Regions from separate parts of the Mus musculus genome. Here all the other regions are linked to region 1. A link is a contact called in public Micro-C data. All regions are on one chromosome and are shown on one strand. Each heading gives the region's core, a stretch centred on a gene start, on an enhancer-like site or on the middle of the called end of the contact. The rest is flanking DNA. Distances are from core to core; before and after follow the strand shown.

Region 1 (7,743 bases), core at 1,557-4,056:
TATCTCTGTGCCGTGCAAGGCAGGAATTGCTTTTCTGTCCTTGTGGCCACCCATGCTTTGCAGAGAAGGATGTGGGACTTCAGTGAGAAGTGTGTCCTTGGGTCCTATGCTGGGAGCAGTTGTGTTGAGGCTGGGCACATTCTAGAAAATTCCCTCCCTCAGCTCTGGAGGGAGGCAGGATGTCTTTTCCTGAGATAGGGATGGTATGACCCACCCTGTCCACACCTGGAGCCCTGCTTAGAGAGAGTCTCCTGTATGGCTGTCCTCTGACCTCTGTCACTGTATCTTGAGCATGGGTTTGCTCTCCATAGGAAGGTTATGACCATGAGCCTGGTAGAAGACTCACGATGTCCCAAAAAGAGATGAGATTTTGGTTAAGAAATGAAGCTGGTCCCTGCTTGTAAGCTGGAGGGTGGGATGGGAAGTCTAGAGTGCAGAGCTCTTGAGTGCTTATGGGAGTTGGGGTGGTTTCTCTGGTGGGTCTTTTTTGTTAGGTGACCTTGGACAAGATGCTGGTTCTATCTGTGAAATGTGGCTGATGAAAGGGTAGGGGGAAAAACCCTACCCTGGCTTTACGCAGGCCTCTGAGATCCTTGCTCAGAAAAGCAGCCGAGTGTGGCTGTATATGCGGATGTATGCTCCACCCTTGAACTCATTATAGGATCAGCCTAAGATCCTAGACCTAGTGGAGCCCTGTAATGTTTTGTCCGTTTTCTTGTCTACCAGCATGCTGTGAGCTCTTTAGGATGTCTGGTGGAGGCCCCCGAATGCAACCTGAATTTGCTCTCCCAGAGAGGGTAGAGACTGTGGGGGGGGGATTTTTTCCTTACTCCTGCCTTTGGCTTCTGTGTTCTGGACACCAGGGCTGGGTAGAGTGGACCAGGGACATCTGAGCCATTTTTCTCCTTGTTCATTCAGGAGAAGGTAGACATCAGGACATCATGTGCCTGTCCAAGGCAGGCCTGGGGGCCTGGGGACCTGGGAATAGAGTCCCTGGGGTTACCCGTTTTCTCTCTATTGCAGCCCCTAACAGTGACTAGACAGGAAGGCATGGCCATCTGAAGGACACACTTGGTTCTGAGACACCTCTCCCTACCACTGTGAAACTAGATAAGCAACTATTCCTTGATGAGCCTCAATGTCTTTATCTGTAAAGTGGGTCCATAGATCATATGGCCTCCCAGAGGATCGTAATGGCAGCAGAGTAACTCTAGCTAAGTCCTTGGCACAGAGGCCAGCACAGATTGCTTGAACACCCAAGACCCACCAGCCGTTTGACTCAGCCCCTTCCTCAGCTAAGAACTGTACATGCGCTCATCTCTTTTAACCCTCACCCCAGTGCCATAACTCAGGGAACCTCATGATGTCCATGTGATCACAGGGAATCCAGAGACCCAGTGCTGTTGTACCTGGCGCTCAGGGTTGCTCAGTTGAGTTAGGGTAAGCATAACCCAAAGTGGGAGAGTTTTCTGGGGACTCTGGGGTCTGGATGAGGAGTCGGCTCCTGGAGGTGGGATGGTGGGTTTTGCAGAGCGCTGAAGAAGCTTCCAGAGCCTGGGCATCTGGGTGGCCAGAAAGCTGCGCTTCTTGGCTAGGATCCTGCATCGAGTGTCTCTGCTATTCAAATGCATAATTATATTTCACATTACAGAGAGGCTGGAGACCAGGGGGCTGGGGAGTTTTGTGAAGCTTGTGTTCTGCCTGCAGACCAGCCTTCTTGACCTGGTTCTTCAGTGTTAGGGTTGAGCTGGGGGTCAGCTCTATGATAAAATGGGATTTCCCTGAGGCCAGCTAGGCTGATCTGTCTGCTAGGCTGAAAGGTCCAGGCTCTGCAGGAGGCGAGGCCCAGACAATAGGCTCCAGGAGACTGGGAGAGGAGAGTACCAGGGGTGCCTTCCAGACAAGAGTGGGCAAGGGGAGGGGAGTCACATGGAATCAAATCAGCAGAAAGGCCAGAAGGAGGAGCACAGAAAAAGCAAGAGATGAAAGCTAAATACAACACATGATGGGAAGAAGCGATATGGTGTTTAAAGAGGATGGGGTGTGCCTGTAACCCTGTGCTTTGGTGTGTAAGGGGAAAGAACGCGTGAGCTCAGAAGCGAGCCTGTGTGGATGTGTTGACTGATCCCACCCCGTATGTGCATATGTGACTATGACTGCACCTGTGCACCTTAGCCACCGCGCTCCTCATCACATGCATCTCGTGCAGGTGTCGCCTGAGCTTGCTATCCTGCTGTGTGCAGCCCGTCCAGATTCCCTTGCCTGCCTGTAGTCTGAGTATTTATTATATGCTCGCCATGCACCTGTGTGTGCGCGTGTCCCCAGGAAGATGTGTGTGTATGGGTGTGTGTGTGCCACGCGCGTGCGCGCGTATGTGTTCGCGCGCGCGCGCTCCAGTGCGCAAGTGGCTGGTGCGTGTGGGGGGCAGCTGGGGCCAAGAGGGGCCACCGGGCCAGGCCAGGGCGGTGGTGGGCGGGATCAGCGGCGCCGCGGCGCAGGGCGGGCGTGCTTTTGGCGGAGAGTTGGAGGAGTTACCGAGAAGGGCTACTGTGGCAGCGGGGCGCGGAGCTGGGTGCGCGCAGAGCTTCTGCCTCCCGCCGCCTCCTCGCCCTCCATTCCTCGTTCCCCGTCTTCCCCCGGCCACGCCGCGACTGCGCTGCCACCGCCTCCCTGAGAACGGTCGCCGGGGGAGGGTGCCCTGTACGATCGAAGCCCGTTGGGAGGTGCAGGACACCCACACCCGGCTCAGGGGAGCGCGCCCGGCCCTGCCCGGGATCAGATAACTGCGGCGGGGGAGGGGGTGGGTCGGCGCTTCTTGTCGCGGGACTGAGCGACAGAAGCCAGCGGCGAGCCCGGAGCGAGCGCCGAGTGGCTGGGGGCGCCGTCTGGGCGTGCGCCCCCGACCTATGGCTGGCTGGTGGCACCCAGCGCCCGGGAGCGACGCGCCCCTCGGCGTGGAGCGCTCCCAGGGGCTGCGCTGAGGCGGCGGCGGCAACGGTGGCAATGCAGCCAGCGCAGCGGCGGCCGGGACCGGGAACGGCCGCGCGGAGCTTGGAGGACGCGGGACGCGCCGCGCCCCGGCCACTGACCGAGGTAAGAGCGCGGCCGCGGGCGCACGGCCCACCCGCTCGGCCCCAGTTCCCCGCAGACAGCTTCCCGCCCCGGGTGAACGAGGGGTGGTGCAGCAACAGGGAAGGTGAGGCAGAAGAGCTCCCTCCGTTCCTTTTTCTCCTTTCCCGTGGTGAACCACCAGATGAAATGCTGACAGAGAGCTTTTCTTCCCCTGCCATGTTTCGGGCTACAGCCACCAGGGAACTTTGCTCCGGGCTAACGTCTTTCCAGGGGTGTATATATGTGTTGCGGGGGCGGGAGGGGCGGCTCTCGGAAACTTTGAGGAGCTCTTGATTCCCCTCGGCCGGCTGGATTGAGGGGGCTCGTAAAGCAGCGGGCGGAGCCACTTTTGCGCGCGGCATAGGTCCTAGGCGTGACCTTACCCGAGAGACCTGTGATCAAGATGGGGTACAGAGTGAGTGCACAGGTTTGGCTAGCGACCTGAGAATGCTCCCGGCTAAGACCTGGGATCTTTGGAGACATTTCTTTCCCGTCGCCTGTGCTGTAATGGAGTCAAAATAGTCTGGAGGTGGTTCTTAACCATCCATCTAGCCTGCAAGTCCAGGGCACCTTTTGCTTCTTAAATTTGGTCTTGAGAAACCCCAAAAGGGGCTCAGTGCAGAGTCTCTCCTAGACGCACAAGTCTATTCTGGTGTCCTGTGGGGGAACTGCACCCTTTGGAAGAGGCAGCTGGGGTGGCGAGCCTATGAAGAGCTTTGGGGGAGAGCGGGAGAGCTGAGGCCCTAGACACCCAACACCCGGACACCCGTACCTGCCTTAATTTGTGCACATGTCCTATGACTACCTTAGAGCTCACAAGAAATTGTCCTTTGGTGAAGGCCTCCAGTTCTAGGAGGTTCTGCCGCCCTACTGATAGACCTGGTGGGATTGGGGCTGCCCCTCTGGCCATTCCCAGAGTGTGATACTGTCTTTGGTCCTTTCTAGTTTCTTCCTTACTACCTGTACCCAAGCCCAAAGCTGGCAGTAATGATCTAGGGACTTCCTGGCCTTGGCATCCACCTCCTGAGCACTGGTTAGAGGCTTCAGCTCTCTGGATTGCCTAGGTGCCCACATGCTCACAGAAATCAGCTGCCGCCTCCTCCAAGGTGGAAACCCACAAGGCTTAGGCTCCCAGCCTTTACACACTCTTTGAGAGATAAGCAAAAGCCCGCCCTGGCTGCTGTCCCACCTGACTAGACTCACTCCAGCCTGGCACTGCACCAGGTGCCTGATTTGGGACCCCTTTACCAAAATCTGCCCATGAACAGGAGAGGGCCAGGGAGGGGAGGCGGATCTGAGTACCAGGCTTCTCCTTGAATATTCCTTCCTCTGCATCCCTTTAGGGTCTGTAGGGGAACCCCAAAGAGACTTCTCAGTTCTTCTGAAATCATCAGTTGTGTTCAAGGGGTCCCTCCAATTGGTCAGGAGACACAAGGGTCTTTGTCATAGCAGGTGACCCTGGATAGGCTGAGCCACTCGTGAGAATAAATGCATGGCTGTGGGCATATGGCCCACCAGACCAGCCTCAGCATTGTGGGAACGGGGATGGGGGGTGGGGGAGGCTCAGACATCCTTAGGGACAAGGTAGGTAGAGCTGGTGCTGCTGGACCATCTTCTCCATTGAGATACTGCTATATGCGGACAGAAAGTGCCTTGTAAATACAGTGTTCACACAGGACTGACATTTGTGTACTTCAAGCCCTAATTGTTCCCATCTGTCTTGGGTTGGGTGGGCACAATGGCGTGATGGATTTGTCCTCTATCACTGAGCTCTCTAGGCAAGGTCCCCTGTAGATGTGTGTCTAGTGGAGGGAGGTTTAGGAGGCTGTGCTGTGTTGGGAGAGGTATCCGCGGCAGGTGCTTCCAGAGCCATGCAACATGTTAGGTCAAAACAGAAGGTTTGCCTCATTTTCCCCGAATCAGAAGGCTTTTTATGCAGACTCCTGTGTTTCTCTCTGCTCTGCCCTAGGCAGGACTGGGCAGTACTGAGTGGCTCTCTAGCAGTGAACTAACATGGCAGCAATAACAGTAACAACACTGGCCACAGTGGCACCTCTAGGCTCTGCGACACTGGGGCTAGTACAGCCGGCAGACAGTTTCCTCTGGCTCAGCCAGGCCTCCGGTGCCTGGAGCCATAGTTGGTATGACCAGTCATGGCACCCAAAGGCTTTGGCACAAAGCTATTGTGGAAGTGACTGCGTCATCAGTCTCAGCCATCTCTGTGGTCCTTGCCAGCCCCCGGGCAGGGTCTGCTAGTATACTGTGAGCTTTGCTCAATAGTCGGTCTCAATTCCCTGATCCTAACTCCTGCTCTGGGCAAGACCCTTCCTGCAACAGATGCAGCTGGGCCTGGTGGCTGGGCTGTGTCCAGGGCTGTGCTGTGAGTGAAACATGGGCACAGTTACCCCTCCCTGTGGACTGTCATTGGAGTCCTGCCAGGGACTGACACTGACGAGAGGCAGACAAGGGGGCAGCTCATGGGCAGCAGGAGGGGGAAGCTAAGCCTACGTCTCCGGAGGGTTGCTGGGGAGCAGAGGGTAAGGGGGCAGACAGCAGGGAAAAACGGTAGATAAAGCAAGAACGAAGAGAGCTGTCTGGGACTGGGTTCAGGCATGGCTGCTGATGCTTCAGAGGAGCTGTGGTGACAAAGGGGCTTTTCCAGAGGTACTGGCCCCAGGAAGGAGTTGAGGGCCCAGAGCTGGGCCAGCTAATTTAATTTGTTAATGGCCTGCCAGTGCAGAGGCTCGTATTCTCTCCACTATATGGATGGGAACAGAGGCCAGGAGGTGTTGGAGCTTCTGTGGTAGCCTGTGTGCTTCTGACCCAGAGCCTAGGGCCCTCCCAGGGACAGGCTGCACCTTTCCGTTGCTCACAGACACATTTACTGAGGGCAGTTATCTACCCTCGGGGAAGTTTCCACTAAGCCCTAGGGCCTGCCTGCCTCCCTATCTCCCAGGAAGTTACTTCTTTGGGACCTGATGAAGCCTGGCATGAGGTTAGTGTTCCATAAATGTTCCCTGCGGCTTCAGTGGCAGCCGTCTTGTGATGTGGCCAGAGCTGTAGTGGGTGTGAGCTCTGGAGTGTCCCGCATACAGAAACAGTAAGGAACCGTAAGTCAGTTTCACTGTGTAGGGAAGATTTGGTTTGAGTTGCAAATGGGGGTGTTTGAGAGGTTGGTGGGGCAAGAAACACATAGGTGCTCCTTCAGTTGCTGGGACTGAAGCCTGGAAGCCCTGGGACACCCAGGATGGAGAAGGGGAAGAGAGCCTTTAAACACGCCTATAAGGGGTATTGTAGGCTTGGCAAGACTGGGAGTCTCCAGAGGGGACCCCATGATGGAGAAGTCCATGTGGACTTCTGGTGCCCAAGCCTTGGAGATCACAGTGTAGCCCAGTCACCCTTTAGCTGCAAGGTAAACTGGCTAGGGAGAGGTGGCCTTCCGTGGAGGTGGCCTCAAATGCTGGCCTCCTACTCTGAGCTGTTCCCTGTGCCCATTCTCACCCACAGAGATGTCCTAAAGCTCTCGTGTTCCTCCTTGACTGCTGAGGTGACAACAACAGAGGCAGTGTGAGTCTGTGGGGACCTCAGAGATCCTGGCCCCGCACCCTCGTTAGCCTTCAGGCCTATAGTACCAAATACGGCTTCGTGGGCCTGGCCAGCAGGCATGGGGATGGGTGCCTTTCTCAGCTGCCCCAGGAGCAGCTTTGCTCTTGCTGGGTATCAGCTGTTTCTTGAGGGTGGGTGTGGCCTTGTGGGTCTGGCTTGGAAGCCCCCTAATGTCCCCTACAAGCTTTGGGCAGCTGAAGGGTCCCCTCTATTCCTTACCTGTGGCCCCATTTCTTGGAAGAACTCGGACTTGGAGATGGTTAGAGGATAAACAGTAAAAGGTATGGAGTGGCAGACCATTGTGGCTCAGATACCTACTGTGTGCTTGACTGGCTCTGGGTGGCAGCATTTCAGTGGTTCCGATCTGGCCTCTCTCACTGTGTGCACTTGCTTCTGCTTCTTTTCTGGCCCTCTTTGCCATGATTTCAACATGGCAGGCCTGGGCTCCATCAGGGCCTATGCCTGCGCCATTCCCTCATCTGGACCACTCCTTCCCAGGTCTGCACATGACCCTTTCCTTTCCACACTCACATGCTGCCCAATGCCACTTCTTTCCTGTAGCCCGTCCCCACAATTCCTCATGGCAGCAAAGCTATGCCCCTTCCCCTCTGTACCACTGTTTTCTCACCATAGAACCCAGTGCCATCTGCCCCTAGTGTTTTCATTTTCTATTTTCTTCATTGTCTTGGGCTATAAGCCCACAGCTGTGCCCATCGGGCCAATGGCAATAGGCAGCGGACAGCAGGTGCTCAGTACATACAGTGGGTGGGTGTGCAGTCTCAGCTGTCTGCTGCCTGCCAGGCTGTGCTCATCTTGTCCTGGTGGCAACTGTGCGCATCTGTAGGTGAGGCTGCAGAGTCTCCGGAGGTGCCAGTGCAGTTCCTGTGTTGGCCTGGGGGCCAGGGCTGTGCTTTGAACCCTTGCCCTGACAGCTTGCAGCTGAGCAGAAAGAGTAGAGTCTGGACCAGTCTGGACCAGTCTGGCTGGAGCTTTTCTGTTCACACTGTCTCCTGTTTGAGCCTGGCT
Region 2 (7,168 bases), core at 788-3,287, 320 kb before region 1:
AAAAGATATATTTATTTAATGTATGAGTGCTCCACCTGCATTTTCACTTACATGCCAGAAGAGGGCATCAGATCACATTATAGACATAGATGGTTTTGAGCAGCCAAATGGTTACTTGCAATTGATCTCAGGACCTCAAAGAGCATCCTGTATTCCTGTGTTCCTTACTGCTGAGCCATCTCTCCAGCCTTAAAAGTCATTCCTTTTCTTTTTCTTTTTTTTTAAAGGCGTGTGCCACCACTTCCCCGCAAAGATCTATTTATTTATTATATATAAGTACACTGTGTCTTCAGGCACACCAAAAGAGGACATCTGATCTCATGAGCCACCATGTGGTTGCTGGGATCTGAACTCAAGACCTCTGGAAGAGCAGTCAGTGCTCTTAACCACTGAGCCATCTCTCTAGCCCCTTAAAAGTCATTCTTTTTTGTTGTTGTTTTGTTTTTTGAGACAGGGTTTCTCTGTGTAGCCTTGGCTGTCCTGGAACTCACTCTGGAGGCCAGGCTGACCTCGAACTCAGAAATCTGCCTGCTTCTGCCTCCCAAGTGCTGGGATTAAAGGCGTATGCCACCACTGCCCGGTAAAAGTCATTCTTATTGGCTATCAAACAACAGAAGTTATTTGTTGCTGTTTTGTTGTCTGGTGTTTGGGGTTTTTTGTTTGTTTGTTTTGTTTTTGTGACTGCAGTGTAAAATTTCTGGGGATTGGTTACTTGGGTAACCTAATAAACTTTTACTGCAGAGATGAGGGTAGAGAAAGCTGGTGCTGAGGTAGAGCATGTCCTGAGCATTTGCAAGGTTGAAATCCAACATGGGGTAGCACAAGGACTGTAGCCTAGGCCTCTGAGTTGCTTCTGATCATGACTTGTGTGGGGCTGATCTTGGTCTGTGTTGGCTGCCACTGTTTCTTCCTCTGTGCATCTGGGGTGATATCACTTTAAAATTGTGTGGTATCTGTGCCTCTCTCAGTGAGCTCTTAAAATCATTAAGCGTGTTGAGATCAGGAGGGGCCCTTTGCTGTCTAGCCAACCACTTTAGCTACAGCTCGGGAAAGAGCTGTGAGTCCTGAGCCCCAACTCCCAGGGCGGGTTGAGCAACGCTGGTCGTGGGCAGTTTGGAGGTAGCTAGGTCCCTGTTGCTGCAGTGCAGCTGCCTGAGGGTTAAGGGTCAACGCCTCCTCTCTTGACAAAGATGGGAGGACAGGGGCTTGGCCCGCTTAAACTCCTGGGATCTCTCCCAACACTGAGTCCCTCAGCTAGCAGGAAAAGGTTCAGCCTAGAGGCCATTGTCCAGAAGAGAAAAGTCTCGGGAGGTGGGTGGGACAGGAAGAAAGCGGGGGCGGGGCGCAGCTTTGTTCTCGGAGTTCCCTGTAGGGATGGGGGAAACAAGGGGAGAAGCTGTATCCAGCCCGCTCCTGTTCAGCCCTACGTGCCTGCCACCTCCTGCAGCCCTCCGCCCCTTTTCTTTGCCTCGCGTCCCTCTCAAGGATCTTCTGAGCCGGTGCAAACCGAAGTTCTTTGTGTTGGGTCATGAATAATAACTCTCAAGGAATTGAGATTTTCTTTTTTTTTTTTGAGACATAGTTTTACAATGTAGCTTTTGACTGGCCTGGAACTCAGAGAGATCTGCCTGCCTCTGCTTGCCACCTGATTGCCAGAATTAAAGTTATGCACAACCATCGCGGGCTCCTAGAGAGGGGTTCTTCGATAATAGTTGAGACAAAAAGCGTGGTGTGGAATACACACCGGAGGAATAGGCAAAGTAGTGATCCGTGAAAACTGGCCACACAAACTAGATAACAACGGCAAAGATGGGGGAAGTGGGACCGGGAGGGGCTAGAGAATTGTCCCTGGAATTATTAGAATGTTGTTAGCTCAGTCGTGAGTGGAAAACAACCTTTAGCAAACCACAGCCCAGCTTCCCACGGTTGGGACCCACCTTCGGACTACAAGTCCCAGCAGGCCCCGCACCATTGCGCATGCGTGACTGCCCCCCCCCCCCGGCGAGCCCGGCGAGCCCGGGGGCCCCGTCCTCGCCCATTGTCTGGCGAGCAAGGGGCGGCACGGCACGGCGGGCACGCTCACGTCGTGGGTCGGGCGGGCGTCCGTGGCGTCCCGCGCCTCCGTGCAGGCCCCGCCCCGCGCCTCAGGACCGGCGGGGCCGGGCGCATCCCGCGGCGGTGGCGGAGGCGGGCGCAAGATGATGAAGTTTCGGTTCCGGCGGCAGGGCGCCGACCCGCAGCGCGAGAAGCTTAAGCAGGAGCTCTTCGCCTTCCACAAGGTGCGGCGGCGGGGGCGCCGGCGGCTCAGGCGGGCCACATCGGGCCGCCTCTGCCCTGCGAGCGCCGCGCTGCTCGGGTGTGCCTGGTTGGGGTGTCGGGCTGCGCCCCGCGCCGTGCCGTGCGCTTTCGGGCTCCTGGTCTCTGAACCCCTGATATCTCTCCCGGTGTCCCTTGGGCTCAGTGGGGTCCTCCGACCTATCTGCCTTTCGCTCTTGGCCTCTTTTCTTTCATTTTTGGTGTGTAGCCCGGCTCGGCTGAGGGACATTCAGGGCCAGGTTTTGTTTTCTTTAACTCTTAGGCGGGCGAGAGAGGGAAAAGTGGGGGGTGGGGGGGCTGGGAAATCCCTGCGCCTCCACTTTTCTCACCAGGCTCTGCCCTACCTTGGGGTCCCTAGTTCAAGGGATGTGCTGGTCTGTATGCTCAACTGCATTTCAAACCTTAGTGCCTCAGTTTCCCCCGCCATGAAATGAGGCCAGTTTCCCCCTTGTGGATTCTGGATGTCCTTGCGACCCGGCCAGTTCCTGACCTTACTAAAGTTGGAGAGACGAGATACAGAAGAGACCCGGGAAAGGCCTCAGCTCCCACCTAGTCTGCACTGACCAGTATAGAGCCCCACAAGCCTAACTCTTATCTGTACTGGTGGGGCTCTGATTAGATGTTACTTTTATCCCAGAGCCTGTGTGCATCTTGCTGTTGAGGATTCGATTTCTCATTTCCATTACACACGTTAAAAAACAAACAAACAAACAAAAAAAAAAAAACTGAGGTTCAGTAGGGAGAGGGCCGCTTATCTTTCCTTGCCTTGCTGTGTGATAGCAGTGGAGTAGGAGTTTTGAAGCAGCTGCTACTGTCCTGAGTAGAACTTAGGGACCCTGGACTTCTCTTAGGAGGCACTTTCAGGGGGAGACCCTGCCATGGCTCAGTTTTTTCTTGTTGCGATCTCAGCAATGATCAGGGGGTGCCAGGCTTTACAGACACCATAACTAAAGAGCTGCCAGGAGAGGCTTCTCAGATGGGAGCCTCTTTTTGGCTCACCGTGAGGGTGTGCCCCATGAAACAAGAAGAGAGTGGGTTTTAGCCAGTGAATGGGGTGTGTAGTGGGGACCTCCACAGTTGTGATGAGTCTCTGAAGCATGGCTTCCCCTGACTGATGATGCTACAGTGGGTAGGAGTTGAGGAGGGTGAGGCCCGATTTGAGTGGGAAGCAATGATAGGAGATAGGTCATCTTGGGGAACGAGTTTGATTGCCACAGGGGGTGTTAGGAGATCTCTAGAGAATAGTGAGCCCCAGATTCTTGAGTTTGGACTTGTAGTCCAGGGTGACCAGTGGGTATTGGGTTTAAATCCAGCTCAGACCACAAATTACAAATTGCCTGTAGGATGTGCATCTCCTACTAGTTTAATTTGGATCCCTACCTCCTTGGTACCAGGGCATGGCGGACAATTCTTCATTGAAGGGGTGGTTTATTCCCTGGGAAAGGATGCGGACAAAAAAGCCAAAACAGAAGGGCAGAATATATAGTAGTTCACAGGGTTGGCTAGAGCTGTGGATAAAATATGGTGTGATGAGGGTGTGGGAATATGGACTGGGATGCTGACGTAGGCGGGACCAGTTAGGGAGGCCTTTCAGAGCTGGTCATTTGGGAGTGCCAGGTAACCTGCACAGTGTGGTCGGGGGGGGGGGGGTGCGGGGGGGGGAACAGAAGGAATGCAGAGGATGCCAAAGCTTTAGTCAGCTGCCTAGCCAAAGAGCCAAGTGCTTTGGGGTGGGAGTCAGGTGAACTGGGATGCCCAGAGAAGGACCACATGGTGAGGCCTAGGCTTTGGCTGTGGATCAGAAGGCATCTCCTGGAGGGCCCCAAGTAGAGGAGGTAGGACTGGCTGGCTGGTTTCCACCGGTGACTGAGCACTGGTCCAGGCAGGCATTGGGTGGGCCTGGAGCAGGGTGTGGGAAGGGTTACTTTTGTGAGTCTTAGAAGTAAGACAGTAGAGCTCAGGGATTGATTGGAGTTGGGGTGCAAAGGGTAGGCACTAGATAGGGATCTAGCCTCTTCCATAAAACGAGTCTGGTGGTGCCCACTAAGGACTGTGGGGACTTACCGTGCTGTCGTGTTCTGGTGTCTCTTGGACACGGAACGCTAAGCCTGGGGCTAACTAGAGGAAGTCAGGTCTAGACAGGGCATGGCAGTTCTGTGGGAAAGGGAATTCCCGAGCCAACTGCCGTGGTTGGTCGGTTGGTTGGTGGCCCTGATCTCTTGGATGGCTTGCTGTCACTGCTAAGTGTAAGCAGGCTGGATGGAGTACTGTGATCAGCCCAAGACTGCTTGTGTAGACCCTGCCACCCCACCTCTCCCTCCCCGATGGCTAGCTCCATGTAGATGGCCTCTTTTATTTATGTATTTATTTCTGAGACGTCATCACATCATGTGGTCCATGCTGTCCTCTATCTTGGGATCCTCCTGTCTTAGCGTTCCAAATGCTATGATTATAGCCATGTGCTACCAGTCCATATTTGACACCTCATGAAGGTATTCATGTCCCAACCACACTTGTGCATGGGTGGGCCAGTGGGAAGAGGCACAGTCACACCAAAGGAAGGAGTACGTATTGGAACTTAGTGTATAGGGAAGGACCTGGCCTCACAAAGAGCGGAGAAGCAGGTAGGTAGCACCAGCATCGACATGGACAATACTCAGGTCCCAGGTGCTATCCCCACCTCTGATGGTGCTGGGATTCCTGTTTTCCGGCTCTCCGTGTGGGGAGGTGGACAGCACCTTCTGGGCCAATTAGAAGCAGAAGCCCCAGGGTATTTTGCCCATAGAACCCTTTCTTCCCTCATAGACTGTGGAGCATGGCTTCCCCAATCAGCCCAGCGCCTTGGCCTTCGATCCTGAGCTCCGCATCATGGCCATCGGCACCAGATCTGGGGCCGTCAAGATGTATCCTTTGCTTCTGAGGTGCTGCTCACTTCATGCTGGAGTCTTAGCATGGCAGGTGCTTCATGGAGACAGCTGTGCTTGTTGGGGCTTCTGAAGAGGTCGCTGTGCCTGTGTGCCTGTGATGACTCCTTTCGGAAATGAGAGGGTCTTTTGGTTGGGAGATGGGTGATTGGAGGGGAGGTCGGTTTGCAGTAACAATGGCTGTCCCTTGCTGCCTTTCAGCCTACCAATTCTTAGGTAATCCTACCATCATCTTGGCAGCTGTGACTGGGGCAGTTAGGGGTGGCCTGTGAGCCCTGATGAGAGAAAGAGTACATGTGTACACACACACACACACACACACACACACACAAATACGAAGACCCCATGTGTTCAACCCAGGGCGGGAGGGCAGTGCCAGGCTCAGCATGGTGAGCGCAACACTGCCCCCATCTGGACACCGATGCCATACAATGGGCTGAGTGAGCTGTACAATGCAGGCATTTTCCTGTAGTCCAGGGTGGGGGTGGGGCAACAGGCTGCTGAATGTCTCCTTACTCTGGAAATAGCACCCTAACCTGCCTTCAGGAAAACTTGAGGTGCAGAGTCTGGCTAGAAGCAGCTTGGTAAAGGTGCCCCTCCACCTGCTCACCAAGAGCTGGAGCACTAGGTTGGGGTGGGAATGTGGCTCGTGGTTTATGAGGTAATGTCCCTTGTCAGGGAGTGTGGCTGGAGGGGATGTCCTTCCCTCTGTTGTGGGCCACTGGGTGTTTGGTGGGACAGTTACCAAGATGAGTGCTGCTTGCCATTCGAAGACCCGTGGATGCTATGCTGCTACTCCACTTGCTGTGACCTTGTACTGGGTTAGAGGTATCCACATCAAAGGTGTCCATATCAGAGTTGCCCATGGTCTACACTGCCAGGTGCTTAGAGCTGTCCTTGTGGGTATTGCCCTCGTGCTTAGTATACATGAGGAAGCCAAAGCTAGATCCTCCTTCTCTTCCCTTTTTCCTCTCAATTCCTGTAGCCATGAACTCCTGAGGTTGGGAAACTGAGGCTGGAAAGTGCCACAGTTGGTCTCTAGAGCCTCCCTTCCCCCTGCAGGGCAGTCTCATCTCCCAGGAGACTGTGCTTCCTGCCAGCTGCCCCTGTCCTCTCTTTGTCATCCTTGCCAGCCTCTTCAGGGAGTCCCAGCTCAATATCCAGGCAACTGCTCCTTCCTTGTCACTGGGACAACATCACTGACCCATCTCTTAGCTCTCTTGGGCCCTTTCAGCTTTGCTGGCCTCCATCAGTCCTGGAGTTTCTGGGTCTCGGGGCACTTGTTCAAACAGGTCTCCCGTCTTCTAGTCTGTGCTCATCTGGAAGCTGAGTAGTGGAAGCTGTTGGCTACCTGCTCTGAAGGGAGCTTGGGGTTCTTGACCATGGTCAAGAGTTGTTTGATCTGGCACTGCTCTGTTCTGCTTAGGCCCGTTAACCTCTACTGCAAGGCGCTTGGTCCGTGCAGGTGAATCCGCGGCCTCGTGTGTACCATGCCGGAGCCACAGTGCTGAGCAGGTGATTAGTCTTATTCCATTGGCACCAGCTTTCTGGTTTGAGTCATTGGCCTGCTGTACAGATGAGGGCTTGAAAACCTATATCAGTACCCTACTGGGGGCGCTGTGTGGGTTCTGTGGGCACCTCAGATACAGGAGCAGAGTTGCTTTAGGAAGTGGGGGTCATCAGGAGACTGCCGGACTCCTGGATGGGCAGAGCCTGTCTGACTGTCCTAGCTTGTCTGCACGTTTGTTCTTGACAAGTTACCTTAGCTATGGTGCACCCGGAGTGGAATTTACAGGCCTACATCGGGACGCAGCCACCGTCACCCAGATGCATTTCCTCCCTGGTCAGGTGAATAGCTCCCCTCCTTTACTAGCACCAGGTGGTCCCACCCCCGTGCTCTCCTCCCCTTCAGGCTACCCCCATTTTGG
Region 3 (7,743 bases), core at 585-3,084, 480 kb after region 1:
CATTTTCTTAACTGAGACTCCTGTCTCTCTGATGACCCTAGCTTTTGTCAAATTGACATAAAACTCACCAGAACATCTACCAGGGTCCTCGAGCACTCTACAGCTGCTGGGTGAGAGCCTGGGGATGCTTTTCATTATCTTACCTCTGCAGTGATAAGGAGAATGAAACATTTTATAAAATGAGGGTTCCTTGATGAAGACTTATGGCTTCACTCATATGCCCAAACCAGGAGCATACGGTATCTCCTGCTATGGATGCCTTTAGTAACTAGATGGGAACATTCTCCTACAGGACAGAAAAGGCCTGAGAGAGTACAGGTACCAGTGACTGAAATCATCCCCAGGTTTGTTTTCTCATAGAACTCAGGATCACCAGCCTAGGGTAGCACCATCCACAGTGGGCCTGGCCCTTCTCCACCAATCACTAATTAAGAAAATGTTCAACAGGCTTACAAGCCCAATCACATGGAGGCTTTCTCAATCTTGGTTCCCTCCTCTCAGATAACTATGGCTTGTGCCAAATTGACAAAAAAACTAGCCAGCACAGACCTCTTCCTAAATGTCTCATCCTGTTGGTTTAGGACAGAAAAGCCTTATCTAATGAGTAATTTGGGGATTGAGAAGGCTTCCTTTCAGTAGCCTGTATCTTTCCAACGCTTTCAGTAAAGAACAGCAAGTGGCAGCCACCGGCTAGGAGAGAGGGGCCTAGAGCCTCTGCTTGTATGACTCTTGGCTCTAAGCTAAAAGAATTTCTTACATGCTTGCACCTCGGCCCACCTAGAACGCTGTGACCACATGCCTTTCCTCTTCCCCATAGGTGGCTTTGGGAATCCCGCCAACTGACTTCCAAGCTAACAGTTAGCGTGACCTGGTGTCATTACTGCAGGCTGAGCTCCCTAAAGTATACACATCTGCATCCGTTTGTTTCCAGGCTCCCTCATCATTAATGTGCTCTTTGATGTTTCCTTATAAGCTCTGAAAGTGAAGTCTGATTCTGCAGCTAAATTCCTGTAACGAATATGGCTAAATTACCTTCCAGGTCTGGATTTCAGTCACGCCCTCCAGAAAACTGAGATGTGTTCAATTTTATTTATTAAAGAAGTAGTTCCCAAATATTTTGCACTGGCCGGGCAATGAGGACCAGGCATTCAATGCCCCTAGAGTCGAGCTGGGGATCTAAAGGCAAGAAGCTCGCATTAAGCCACCTTGAATTGGACAGTGATAGAGTAAGTGCAGTTGAATCCAAGCACTAACAATGGTGTCTACCGAAAAGGATGCTGGTGGCTTGGGACCAAGCTCTGACATCCCTGAGCTACCAGTGATTTTCCAAAATTGGGTGACTGGTTCCGTGGGCTCCAGCTTCTCATGCAGGACGCGGGACTTGGACAAATGGAGTCTCCGGGTTTCGATGACAAGAGCCTCATAGGGCTGAAGGGCGCATTCTTCACCTGAGACAATGTGCTGGGTGATGCCCGCTGGACCACTCCCGCGCACCAAGCCTTCCAACGATGGCGTCTTTGCCGTCGCTGTGTGTGGCAACAGCGACACCACCTGGAGAGAGGTAACTCTAGCACGTGACTTTCCGCGGGCCTGAGTGCCGGTGCTGCTTCTTCTCAACATCCAGCTTTGCAGCCTGCGAGCTTCAAGCATGGCCAGACGAGTGAAGTCACACAGTGCGGGTCCGTGGACCCGCCCCTGGGGGTTAGGTTCCGCGCGACAGACACGGAGGACAGTGCCCAAAGCCATAAAGACTACTGCGCCTGCGCACTCTTACCTTTGAGCGAACTCGTCACCGCTTGAGAAATTTGTCCTAGACGACTTACCGTCTGTTTCCAAGACAACCGAGAGCCTCCTGGCAACAGCGCGCGGCCTGCGCCGGTCTCCCGGCCCATCAGTGCAATGGCTGCAGCAAGTCCCAGCGTCTTCCTGCTCATGATCACCGGGCAGGTAGAGAGCGCACAGGTAAGCAGTCGTGGACTCCGCCCGGGGACGGCCTGTTTCTCTCCCCGGGCTCTTCGCTCAGCTCCTAGAAAGCCAAGATGCTCTGAGCATCTCAAATAAATGGAAAGGAGAAGCAGCATTTGAGAACCTTGGCTCCAGGTAGATGAACCGGACAAGCTTGAGTGAAAACAGACCTCGAGGCGTTCAGCTGGTACCACTTGGATCCTGTTTACTTGGTTGAGTGGTGGCCTAGGACTAATGGGACTGAAGACTCAGCTGATCCATTTAACAGCTGGGAACTTACCGGAAGGCAGTGGCCAAGGTGGGATTTGACCCGGTCCGTCTAAGAGACAGAACTTTGCTACATTATTCTTCTGGGCTGCTTGTTGAAAATGCCCATTATTCCTACATATTCTGAGGTTTGGCTGACATGCTTTAGGTTCTGCCAAGTCTGAAGCTCAGTAGGTGTTCCTGCCTTCCCATTCATTGGTACTGCGTCCTCCCTGTTTTCCTCTATCCGATTAGAGGATGTCTGGGCTGCTTACTCTGGACACCTTCCTTGGCGTCTGCCCTGGGCCTTCCTTTCTCCGGGACCCTCAGTTTTAGCCATGTTCTTTGGCCCTGTAGCTTCTGGGTTTCACGTGAGCATCATTTCTGTAGAGCTAATTTGTGCCCAGCACTGGAGATGCGCTGAGGCATGAAACCTGTTCCTTCTTCAGTCTAACAGGGTTATCAGATAGACATTAGGTACCCACATGCAGAAATGCAGAGAAGTGAAGGGAGCCAAGCAATGATCCTTAAGCCAGCTAGAGACTGAAGGGGAACTCTGAAAGATGGGCAAGGGGCCTACCACATGTGGACTGAGAAAGACAAGACAGAAAGTAGACCCTGAGCAAAATAACCTACGGGTATTGGCAGTCTGGGACTAAGCCTGACTTCCTGATTTCCATTCCCTGCCCGCCCTGAAACCCATGTCCACCTCCTCAGTCCCAGATGCCTCGTGTTCCTAATTCCTGTCCACTGCATCTGCCTAGCTAATGTGTGGGCCCAGTTTGCCCTTTCTAGACAGAATCCTGTATACTTTTTCTCTCAGTTTCCAGAGTATGATGACCTCTACTGCAAGTACTGCTTTGTGTATGGCCAGGACTGGGCCCCAACAGCGGTAAGTTGGACTCATGGGCCTCCTCTGGTTAGAGCTTTGGTGATTCCTGAATCATACCCTTCTATTCGAGACCAAGAGGTAGACACTAAGGTCAGAGATGACCTAAACATTGCATTTGTTTTTGGGGGAAAGCTAGTTTATAGAATACAGTCACTACTGGGTTCGCTGGTGTACCCCTGGAGTCTGTTAGTGGCAGCTGAGAGGGACAAGTAGCAGCCTAACCAGGCAGGCTCTGGAGAACCACCTGCCAGTGGCTTTGGACAGCATCAGCCAATACCCCCACCTGAAAACAAAACATGGCCCCTTCTCAGGCAGCAGAAAACAACCAGGAGCCAGGACAAAATGAAGGATCTCTTCTTAAGGTTTTAAGGAGTCTTTTTACCACAGGAAGCGGCTGCAGTGCAGACCACTATGATACTATACAATAGTTTAAAAAGTGGAAGCCAAACAGGATAGCATATGCCTGTAATCCAGCACAGAAGGCTGAGGCAGGAGCATCTCTAGGAATTCAAGGTCAAGCTGGGCTACATATATAATACCAAACAAATGGAAAAAATAAAATTAAAGCCCGACTTCTTTGAGCCCAAGTTTCTTCATTTGTATCACGGACATGTTAATATTTTTTGGTTTTTCTAATGCTTTCAATATATATTAGAGATTAATTCCATTTTAAATTATGTGTGTGTATATATCTGTGTATGGGTATGAATGCAAGTGGCTATTGAGGCCACAGGTCAGATCCCCTAGAGCTGTAATTATAGGATGTTGTAAGCTGCCTTTGGGGCTGGAGAAATGACTGAACAGTTAGAATGGGTACTTTTGCAGAGGGCCCCAGTTTGATTCTCAGCACCCACATTGTGGCTCACAACCATCTGTAACTTCATGACTATTTGAGTCCTCTGGGAGTGACCAATGTCTGACAGAAGCCCCCATCTTGTAGAGACATCTGTTCTTGTTAAGGAGACACTAAGTTGGATACATTCTGGTCTGTTAGCCAAAGATGGGTGGAATGAAGAGGGAGTGGATCAGGAGCTAGAGTGTATGACTAACTGGGAGGGAAGAATCTAGACCAAGGCATTGTGGATAAATATTTAAAGGGAGAGTGGAAAGAAGCAACATAGAACTTAAGTGACCTCCCCAACTTGCCTACTTAGACAGAAAGGTCATGGGTTCCTGGAACTCAAACCAGCTATCTCTATATCTATGTCTATTCAGGGTCTGGAGGAGGGGATCTCACAGATAGCATCTAAGAGCCAAGATGTACGGCAAGCACTGGTGTGGAACTTCCCCATCGATGTGACCTTTAAAAGTACCAACCCCTATGGCTGTGAGTCTGTGGGCCATGCTGGAAGGGGGAGATCTTCTGCCGCATCTGCCACCACTCTCCTTCTTTAGGCTGCCCTGCCAGTGTCTGAGTTTGTGCCCCAGCTTTTGATGCACTCAACATCTGCCTTTTTTGTTAAGTGCAGTTTGCACATGGAGCCTGCAATGCTGCAGCCACGTGGCCTGACCCCAAGTTGTCCAGCTTCCCATTGTAGTGCTCCAGTCAGCTCCAGTATCGGCTCATCCTGTACTAGTTGCTCAGGGCCCACTTCTGAGCCTTCTGCTCGTGTTCTGGGTGAAGCTTTCCCCTATAGCCCCTCGGTTTCTAATCTGCGTCCTTGCAAAGCAAGCAGAACAATGGAGATCAACCAGGGCAGGCTAAGGTTGATCTGCCAAGGTTAGCAAGCCTGTAGTCTCAAGGCAGTTCAGAGAACACTGAGTGTACTGTAGTACTGTACCTGCCTGCCTGAGTCTTTCTAAGCACATACCCAACAGAGAAGAGCACACAGTGTGACAAGAGCCCGTGAGTGACTGATCTGAGACTTACTGCAACAGTTCTCAAAGGAACAGCTCATGTGCCCACAATCACAGTTAACTGCAGTATACGGTGGTGGTCAGATATTTGGCACCGAGAATGAACAAGCCACTATACAGGAACTATCTATCTGAGTAACTCCCAGGTTACCTTTGGTGGCAGAGTAATAGTGTGGAAGGCACAGATTTCTTCATCCTTTACTGAGCACCCCCTGTGGTTGGTACTATTCCAAGGCTTTTAGACACAAGAAAGGTCATGAGAGAAAAGGTTGGACTTGTCTGAGGCCGTTCAACAGTAATTACAGAGCCAACTTCCAGGCCTTACCTGTCATTTAGAGTAGCAGATAGTAGTAGATCTGTCTGCTACATAGAGAGGGCAGACACCTTAGAAGGCCTGACTGGATATGAAAAGGAAGCATTTGGAAACGTCAATATGTTAAGGAAAAAATACCTGGAAAGCCATGATTTCCCACAGGGTATCACAGTTGGTGAAAACCACACGCATCAATCAGTGAGTAAGAAAGCAGGGCTCAGGGTTCGAAGAGGGCCTCCACAGGACTTCCTGTGTCTACTAAATGTTCTGGCTCTGTCTTCCTAGCTGTGAGCTGAGGTATGGAGAACACTCCCAGGGCACCAGCAGCGATACAGAAAGTGGCGGGGGAACAGAAGCCCTGGGTATGGACAAGGTCCCCAGGGCTTTGGCCATCATTCTCTTGAGCATCTGTTCCAGAATTGAGCTAGGCACACCATTTACTACTTCCCTTCCCTGGTTTTCCTAAATACCAACCTTGTCCTTCCCAAGGGCCACAGATTGTACTCAGTGTCTATGGGCCGGATGTGTTTGGGAATGATGTCGTCCGAGGCTATGGAGCAGTGCATGTGCCCCTCTCTCCAGGACGGTAGGTGCCCACTTTTGCCCTGGCCGCTGGCCTGCAGTGTGCCCCTGACTGAGCAGGCAAACCTTGAGAACAGCAGCTTTAAACTCAGGCTCTCTGACCACTGCTCCTTCCTCTGACTTGGGCAAGTTATGTTAAGGAGCCTGGGTGGCCTGGGTATAGTCCTGCACCTTGGAAAAGACCCACATAGGTAGGTGATGTGTACTGCTGGAGGTAGTGAGTGTAAAAAGAAGAAAGTCCTGTGTAAAGCCACATACCTTGATCTATTCCTCAGCACATCTCTCTATGAAAACATTTGTTTCAGGCACAAAAGGACCATCCCCATGTTTGTGCCAGAGTCTACATCTACACTACAGAAGTTCACAAGGTAGGTGTTCTGCTTGCTCTTGATCGAATAGGGCAGCACCTTCCACTCTCTTGAGACCTGGAAACCTCACAGGTCTTTGGGTTGCTGTGCCTAGAGACAGATGGAAACAGGAATGCAGGCAGGCGCCACTGCTTAGTCCTTGTACTTCTTTGGCCACTTTCTGGTAGCTTGAGGCTGTAAGGCTTTCTTCTGTGCCCTGCCAATCTTTGCCACATGGAAAGCAGCATGAGGCAAATGCCTTAAGATAGTCACAGTGACACTAGATTATGAGGCCTTCATGCATTTGCCCCCCCAGGGACAAGAGCAGCCGTCATGAGGAATCTAAGAACCATGTTCACACGTAGGGCCCAGTGATCTCTTTGCAGGCCCTGAGGAAGACTTAGAGTTAGGAGCAGCCAGTGGCCAGGACAAGACAGTAGGAAGGTCCTACACAACAGGACAGACACCTTGGGATGTCTTGGAGGAAAGGCATACCCTTTGCCACATCCAAGTAGGAGTTAGAAGGGCTGCTAGCCCCGCTCTACTGCATGCTACCTCTGCTCCCCTGTTGGTTGACAAGGATGAGAAGAAAATGAAGGGCCACTGGGTTCCCAGGCAGCAGCCAGTGAGCAGCTTCTTGTAAGTCAGTATCAGGCAGAGGGACCTGATAGGGAGAGAGTTCAACCGAGGAAGCCATCTGAAGTCTGTACAGGGAAGGGACAAAGTTCTTAAGGCTCCAGCCTTAAGATTCTGATCCCCATTGCTACAAAAATACCCTCTAGGGGTTTTCAAGTAGGAAAGGGCTTCTTAGCTGTACCTGGGCCAGCATCACCTGGAAGAGATACGACCAACCTTAGGGACTGAAGCAACCAAAAGAGAAGGGAACTAGACCCTAGTTTTGAGATGGCTGAAGAAAGATGGTTCTGGACTTCAAGAAGAAAAGACATGGCTGGCTGCCTTGACAGTGCCTTGCCTTTTACCTATGTGGATAACCCAGGATAATTTCTACCCTGCAGTCACCTTCCCAGTGTCTCTGGTCATTGCTCAGTATTCCTAAAGTTGTTACTCGGACCTCTGCAGTCTATCCACTCTAGTCTTTACAAAGTCTTAGGGTGGTGTCGCTGCTGGAAGCTGCTGTGGCTTACCCTCTGCATTTGGGAGTCTCGTGAGCCAGGATGGCAGTAGCCTCTCCCTTGCTTCCTTCCTTCCCATTTATCTGCCCTTGGATTTTTGAGCCCACAAGGTTCTGCTCTGTCTCAGCCCTTGCTTGTAACATTGTTCTGTCTCTTCTCAAATGAAAAAAAAAAAATTTTTTTTTTCATTTAAAAGAAATGTAGGGCTGGAGAGATGGCTCAGTGGTTAAGGGCACTGACTGCTCTCCCAGAGGTCCTGAGTGCAATTCCCAGCAACCACATGGTGGCTCACAACCATCTGTCATGGGATCTGATGCCCTCTTCTGGTGTGTCTAAAGACAGCTACAGTATACTCATAAAATAACTAAATGTAAAAAAAGTTTTTTGGTTTTTTTTTTTTTCTTTAAT
Region 4 (7,371 bases), core at 4,046-6,545, 460 kb after region 1:
CCCATAACCCCAGGAGAGTAATGTCATTCCTACCACACGTGGGACCCAGGGAGGAAGTGAGTGCCCACCCTGTCTCATGGCCTGCATCAGCTTGCTGAGACCCCAGCCGAAGAGAGGCCTCCCTTCATTCTCCTTGGCTCCTTCCAGATCCAAGGGAGGCTGCACTCTAGAGGGCAAAGCCATGAAGAAAGGCAAGGCAGCAATTAAGATGTCTGGAGGCTTCCCAGATCTAGAGTGACCTCAGCTCCCTCCAGCAGCCCCCAAGTCCCAGCAAAGGCAGTGAGAGTCTGCCACCTGCATGATTCAAGCCTGATAGAAATACTAGTATAAACATCTGTCACAGCTGGAGAGATAGCTCAGGAGTTATGAGTTCTGGCTGCTCTTCTGGAGGACCCAGATTCGATTCTGAGCACCCTGTGGCCACTCACAGCCATCCATAACATCCAACACCGTCTTCTGGCCTCCAGGAGCACAGCACATGCAAGACGCACAACACACCTGCAAGCAAAACACCCGTATACATAAATTAAACTTTTAATTAAAAAAGCAATCTCAGAAGCTGGGCATGGTAGTGCATGCCTTTAATCCCAACACTCCAGAGACAGAGACAAGTGAATCTCTGTGAGTTCAAGAGCAGCCTGGTCTACAGAGCGAGTTCCAGGACAACCAGGGCTACATAGTGAAACCCTGTCTTTAAAAAAAAAAAAAAAAAAAAAAGTGTGCCACTACCACCTGACATCAGTAGAACATTCATTCTCTCTCTCTCTACCTGGCATCAGTAGAACATTCTCTCTCTCTCTCTCTCTCTCTCTCTCTCTCTCTCTCTCCCTCTCTCATTGATTCTTTGTGAACTTCACACCATGCACCCCAATCCCACTAATTTCCCTGTCCCTTTGCACCTGCCCTCTACCCTTGCAACCTCCCCACCAAAAGAAAATTAAAAACTAAAATAAGAATAAGAAACAAGAAACAAGAAAGTATTTCACCATGGCAGCTGCGGTGTGTTACAGTGCATCCCCACAGTATAGCCTTTTGTCCATACATCTTTACTTGAAGTGTTTATTGCAATGAACTTTGCAATGATCTGGTTTGACACCTCTGGCTTCTACTATACTATTAATACTGGATCATCACCGGAACTATGTTGTTGTCCTGGAGCTTTGGATCTGCAGGACCAGCCCCTTCACGAACCATCAAAGTTCTTAGATGGGGTAGATATTGAGGTGGCCAACCCAAAGCCCTGGATCTGGGCCTGGGTAGCTGGTTGATGAGCCTGGCAGCTCTCCCATATTCATGCCATCAGGGCCAGCTCTCCAGCACTGCCCTGACTAGCTTACCCAATGCCAACACTGGCAAGAGGCAGGGCCAGCTTTCTAACTTTCTGGACTTGGCGGGGAGGGGGGGTGCTCTCCCATGCTCCCCCATCCCCAAGGGCTAGCTCTACTTTGCTGTCCTACTGTGGCCCAAGGCCCACTTCCCCAAGTGCTGCAGCAAGTGAGGGATGGGGCCAGATCTGCACAGCCTCTACCCCCCCACATCCCCCACACACACACACACACACATCCACACTGCTCCGGGCAGCAGCCCAGACCAGGCACACCCGCATGGCCCTCAGCAGCAGCATGAGCCACAGGCACCGACACAGACCCCTGCCACTGCACGATCACAAACCCAGACAGGACCCACAAGAGCAGCACAGGCTGCGACCTCACCATGGCCCCAGACAGCAGAGCAAGCCACTCTTATCTACCCTTGCATCTCCAGCTCCACTCCTCCCCCCACTGTGCTCAAAACTTTCCATCTCTTCCTCCCCCTCCCCTTTTCACCACACGCCTGAACATCCTGGTGGTTCCTACAGCAGGAAGGCCACAGGGCTTCTGGGTGTCTTCTACCTGCCTGCCCCACATGGCTGCAGGCAGGCCTTATTTTCTTATTCTTATGTGTAGGAGTATTTTGCCTACGTGTGTGCCTGTGTACCGTGTGTGTCTGTGTACCATGTGTGCCAGTTGCCCACAGAGGCCAGAGAGAGCATCAGACCCCCTAGGACTGGAATTGGAGATAGTTGGGAGCTGCCATGTGAGTGCTGGGAATTGAACCTGGGTCCTCTGCAAGAGCAGTCAACGCTGCTAACCGCTGAGCACTCTCTCCAGCCTCATTTCTTGTTTGTTTGTATAAAAGTAATATTTATAATCTGAAAGTTTCATATATTCATACAATATATATTGAGTATGCCCACCCATTACTACCTCACTGATATCATCCCTAAGTGTGCCTGCCTGTCTCCCAACTTTCTGTCATCTTCACACACACATACACACACACACACACACACACACACACACACACACACACACACACACAAAACCTGTTAGTGGGCTGGGTGATTCTTTCAACATCTTCAGAGGAGTACTGACTGCTTGTATTTGCTACCACATTTCTCTTCAGAAGGAGTTGCCCTAATTCATAGATCTAACTCTTAGCATTTATTTGGAAGGACACCTGCCGGCAGAGTACCTCCCTGGACAGCACAGGCGCACATTACCACCAAAAGAAATCTATAATGCTTTAATGAAATATTATAGCTCTGCTCATTCATTTTGTAGTTTTCACTCCTACAGTTGTTAGTTATGTCCTCAAAAGTTTCTGTTATTGAACTTTAGGTGTGTTTTATTTGTTGCGATAACCCCCCCCCCCACACACACACACACACACACCCTTAGTTTCCTTTCTGTAACTTTTGTTGTTGTTGTTGTTATTTGAGACAGGGTTTCTCTGTGTAGTCCTGGCTGTCCTGGAACTCACTCTGTAGACCAGGCTGGATTGGACCTCAGAAATCTGCCTGCCTCTGCCTCCCAAGTGCTGTGATTAAAGGCGTGTGCCAGCCTTTCTGTAGCTTTATGCTAGTATTTGTTGAAGGAAATATTAGAATTAGAGACAACTTGTGTTATAAGAACAATCCACACGCTTCAACTAGATGAACGTTTCTTTCTCTTCTACAGAAGGTTTAGGGTAGGATGGTGCAGGCCCGGCCTGAGACCCACTCCACACAGCAGGAAGGGACCATGCGTCTATCTGTCTCACCTCAGCCATTCCCCACATAAGGCCTCATCCCCATGTTCCAGGCAGCAGCTAGGTCTCCCTCCCTCAGCTTCAGAAGCAGAAGGAAAAACCAAGATCCATCCATCTTCCATTTGCATCTTATTGGCCAAAATTCAGACCTGTGACCTCACCCAGCCACATGAGAGACTGGACAATGAGCCAGCTAAAAATCTGGACTAACGCAAGAGTGATTATCGTGAGGAGGCCAACTCTGCCTTCCACAGACAAGGGTGAAAACTGTGTTGACTACAACCCACTCGAAGGAGAACCATCGGATGTTTATGACGATGATGAGCGAATCTGGCTAACTAATGACTACAGTCCACCAGATAGCATTTGTGGGAGGCCCCTGGTTCAGCTTCAGCTCCTGCACTGACTCTGACTCCAACTAACTTCAGGCGGCTCTGAAACCAATTACGGAACTAAGCTGTAACCAATTAAGCGGTCTCTGCACACGCTCGTTCCCTCTCAGTGCTGTCAGATCCTATTATTACTGGGAGTTGTCTGAATTCGCCTTGGACCGCCCAATTTGCAAATCACTTTTGTTTTGTGTTGCTTTGTTTATAATTGCTCAAATTCACATTGAATTTAATTAGGTTAAGATTTCTCCTTTGGGCCGGGTGTGGTGGAACACATCTTTAACCCCAGCACTTGGGAGGCAGAGGCAGGCGGATTTCTAAGTTCGAGGCCAGCCTGGTCTACAGAGTGAGTTCCAGGTCAGCTTGGACAAGTTGGTGTGGGCACTGTCAAGGAGGCCCAATGGGGTTCTTCGTGGGTCTTTTCTCCTTTTCCAGGGATGGAGAGAAAGGATCTAAGCCATCTCTTTGCTCTGGATCTCTCACATGCTCACCTGTTACATTTGTGTCCCTTCAAGGCATTTTTGGTTCTTTGTCCAAAACACGTAGGCCACTCCAGGGGCTGATTCTGCATCCCCAGCAGCAAACATATTGTGTAACACATAGTAGGTGCTCAAAAAAAAAAAACAAAAATCTGTCTTTGGTGAATCCATACGCTTTATGATGGGTGCTGAGTGTGCAGAACTGGGAGGCAATGAGCACTACCCACTAGCACTCAGAGACAAAAGGAAAGGCCGGTGGGCGCCACGAGGAACAGCCCAGGCAAAGGCCCAGGGGCCTGCTGGCCAGGAGTCTGGGTAGCCAGACAAAGTGTAGGGAGTCACGAGGAGCACGGGCTTGAAGGGAGGTCGAGCCAGACTGGTAATTCCTTTCAAGTCCCAGTCGGAAATGTTGGCCTCAGCCGTGAAGGAATGGAGAGCCACCGGAGGCTTAAACAGGGGAACACAGATCAGGCACCTGGGACACTCTTGCAGCCGACAGAGAATGGGAGGAGGAGGAGAGAGCAAAATCAGAAGAGACTGGGTGGCCAGGGTGGCGGGAGGCACACCGAAACCAGGCTTAAGGTGGACAAGGAAAGCAGCATTGGGCTCAGCCAGGATGGAGGAGAGAGGGCTCGAGAGGCTCAGCCGGGCGGGCGGGCGGCGGTGAGAGCAGATGGGCTTAGAAGGGAGGAGGGGCCGAGCGAGGAGAAACAAAAGCACCCCAGATGGTCCAGGGAACTGTAGGAGGGGAAAGAGTGGGGGGTACAGACACCCAGCAGGGGAGGGGGCTGGGAAGGAGTTGGAGAGGGCCCTGGCTCCAGTCGAGGCAGACAGAGCTGCTGGCCGCCTGTATCTTTCTGCTCATGGCTCAGAAATGTCCCAAGCTTGCCAGGAGACTTCGGGCCCCTGCTGGCCCTGTCTCCTCCCAGGCCAGGCAGCTCCCTCATAGGGAGCTTTGGGACCGTCTCCCCTAGCCTTCCCATTGCCAAGTGAAGACCCCTGTCTCAGTCCCAGGGACACCTCTTGAGCAGACTAGTTAGGAAAGCAGACATCTGCAGAGGGCCTGTCAGGAAACAGAGGGGTGAGCAGAGGCCAGCGGGGGTTGCCAAAGGACCCACAAGTCCAGCAGGGCAGGAGGCAGAGTGGGGTCCAGGGTACAGTTGCGGCTGGTAAGGAGTTAATGTCTGGTTCACAGTGCTTCTCTGACAGGCCTAATGAGACCCAGGTGGTCCTCTGGCCCCTGACAGTGTAAGCTGATGCCGGGGGCCGGTTGTTGGGGTGGGGGTGGGGGGCATTCTGCAGTTCCAGGGGCGGAGCTGGGTCTGTGGGCTCAGACCCAACACATAACTGTGGGCGGCTGCAGTCTGGGGCCCCAGACAGCCAGCCTCTCTCAACTGAGCTGACACCATGAAGGTACTGGCCTGGAGGATCAAGACCATTTGTGGAGACAAGCCACTTGCCAGATAGGGAACAGCGAAGCTCAGTGGAGTTCTCTTGAAACTTAAGTTCTGGGGATATTGGGCCTTCCTCTGAAAGTTGAGAGGGGGTAAAAAAGACAGAGGGCAGAGTTCAGGCAGGGAGAGCCCTGGGAGGTGGGAGGCGTCTGGCCCATGTTGGGGGCTACACTCACCCCATTTCCCATCCCCAGGCCCTCCCAGCCCTGCCACTGATGCTGATGCTGCTCTCCATGCCTCCCCCCTGCGCCCCGCAAGCCTCTGGGATCCGGGGAGATGGTAAGCAGCCCCCATTCACAGACACGGCCTGGTCAGCAGGCTGGATGAGGCCATTCTAAGTGAGGCTCTGCAGGACTGCTTCCTCCTCTACAAAGTGGCAGGTATCCCCCTAGAGAAATCTCCAGATTTCTCCTGATAGAGTCCCTTAGGCCTGGAGCAAAACTGGGATATGGAGGGGGGTGTCCTTATGCCTTAGTCTTTCTCCTCACGGTCCCCACACTGCCACTCGCAGCTCTGGAGAAGTCCTGTCTTCAGCAACCCCTGGACTGTGATGATATCTACGCCCAGGGCTATCAGGAAGACGGCGTGTATCTCATCTACCCCTATGGCCCCAGTGTGCCGGTGCCCGTCTTCTGCGACATGACAACTGAGGGCGGCAAGTGGACGGTGAGTAGGCAAAGGGGCCTCAGGCCAGATGGGGTTCAGGCAGCTGCGCGATCCCGGCTGTCATCTCTGTGAAGTGGATTTTTCATCTTCATGGGGACTGGATCCAGGGCTGCTAGCACTTACTTGCCTGAGGAAGCTAATGCATGCTGTCCTCACAGCGGTAGGTTGGTGCCTTGTCTAAATGAGGAACTGCGAGCCCAGGTAAGTAGCATTAATAGCCTTGGCGGGCACAGTAATGAACTCACAGCCAAGTATTCTAGATCCTCCTGATGGGTTTTGGGTTTTTTTGTTGTTGTTGTTGTTTTCTAGACAGGGTTTCTCCTGGAACTCACTTTATAGACCAGGCTGGCCTTGAATTCAGAAATCTGCCTGCCTCTGCCTCCCGATTGCTGGGATTAAAGGCGTGGGCCACCACGCCCGGCCCTCCTGCTGGTTTTATCATGCAGTGCTGGGATGGAACCCAGGGCCTCTAAGCTAAGTGGGTGCTTTGCCACTAAGCTATGTCTACAGGTCCCAGCTCCCTCTTAATCTTTTCCCCTTCCTGTCTCTCAGCAGACAAGGGGCCTGGTAGATACCCCCTTCTCAGCAGCAGATGTTCAATGAGAGGCCTGGAGCCAGAGAGTGTGTTCTGTTTTAGCAGTTCCCTAACAAAATGGCTAAGAGTCACCCTAGGGTACTGGACCTCCATCATCCAGCCCCTTGTCCACTTGTTTCCAGGTTTTCCAGAAAAGATTCAACGGCTCAGTGAGTTTCTTCCGGGGCTGGAGCGACTACAAGCTGGGCTTTGGCCGTGCTGACGGGGAGTACTGGCTGGGTAAGGTGGGGCCATGGGGTGGGGGCTGCCCCTCAGCCAAGTCTCTGCTGACCGGCTGCCACCCGTCCCTAGGGCTGCAGAACCTGCACCTCCTGACACTGAAGCAGAAGTATGAGCTGCGCGTGGACTTGGAAGACTTTGAGAACAACACAGCCTATGCCAAGTACATTGACTTCTCCATCTCCCCCAACGCCATCAGTGCTGAGGAGGATGGCTATACCCTCTACGTGGCTGGCTTCGAGGATGGCGGGGCAGGTACCCCTCTCAGCTTCTTCAGGGGCAGTGGCGGGGGGGGGGGGGGTAGGGGGAGTCAGTAAGGGGTAGGATCAGTAGGGGGTGGGGCGGGTACCTCTCTCAACTTCTTCAGGGGCAGTGGTGGGGGAGGGGGTGGGGTCAGTAGGGAGTGGGGTCAGTAGGGATTGGGGTCAGTAACGTAGGATTGGCCCTGCTCCATTGGTTCCTAAGGCCCCTCCCTCAACCCTTCTGGGTGTAGAAGAGTC

The links. A called contact is a pair of places that touch in the nucleus more often than the background predicts.
Region 2: a Micro-C map of embryonic stem cells shows a contact between it and region 1, with 2.8 times the contacts expected there. The contact joins the promoter of Llgl1 here to the promoter of Kcnj12 in region 1. A contact is called at or near these places in 3 of 484 Hi-C or Micro-C datasets (all in embryonic stem cells), 1 of 115 datasets of contacts at active chromatin or transcription factors (microglia) and 2 of 9 other capture datasets (adipose tissue and liver).
Region 3: a Micro-C map of embryonic stem cells shows a contact between it and region 1, with 3 times the contacts expected there. The contact joins the promoter of B9d1 here to the promoter of Kcnj12 in region 1. A contact is called at or near these places in 1 of 39 promoter capture datasets (embryonic stem cells), 1 of 484 Hi-C or Micro-C datasets (embryonic stem cells), 3 of 115 datasets of contacts at active chromatin or transcription factors (SST interneurons, large pre-B cells and microglia) and 1 of 9 other capture datasets (liver).
Region 4: a contact with region 1 is called in a Micro-C map of embryonic stem cells, with 2.6 times the contacts expected there. The contact joins the promoter of Mfap4 here to the promoter of Kcnj12 in region 1. A contact is called at or near these places in 1 of 484 Hi-C or Micro-C datasets (embryonic stem cells) and 1 of 115 datasets of contacts at active chromatin or transcription factors (large pre-B cells).

The regions. Positions count from the first base shown.
Region 1 is chr11:61,019,758-61,027,500 of GRCm38.p6, forward strand. It overlaps Kcnj12 (potassium inwardly-rectifying channel, subfamily J, member 12), which reads left to right and starts at 2,807. Exons shown (of 2, transcript NM_001267593.1): 1 at 2,807-3,093.
Region 2 is chr11:60,697,663-60,704,830 of GRCm38.p6, forward strand. It overlaps Llgl1 (LLGL1 scribble cell polarity complex component), which reads left to right and starts at 2,038. Exons shown (of 21, transcript NM_001159404.2): 1 at 2,038-2,279; 2 at 5,122-5,219; 3 at 7,007-7,088. The coding sequence starts at 2,199.
Region 3 is chr11:61,503,310-61,511,052 of GRCm38.p6, forward strand. It overlaps B9d1 (B9 protein domain 1), which reads left to right and starts at 1,835. Exons shown (of 7, transcript NM_013717.3): 1 at 1,835-1,962; 2 at 3,035-3,103; 3 at 4,319-4,430; 4 at 5,763-5,859; 5 at 6,161-6,223. The coding sequence starts at 1,900. B9d1os (a long non-coding RNA gene) reads right to left here and starts at 1,777. Exons shown (of 1, transcript XR_141098.4): 1 at 1,076-1,777.
Region 4 is chr11:61,480,136-61,487,506 of GRCm38.p6, forward strand. It overlaps Mfap4 (microfibrillar-associated protein 4), which reads left to right and starts at 5,296. Exons shown (of 6, transcript NM_029568.3): 1 at 5,296-5,350; 2 at 5,586-5,670; 3 at 5,903-6,057; 4 at 6,775-6,871; 5 at 6,944-7,126. The coding sequence starts at 5,345.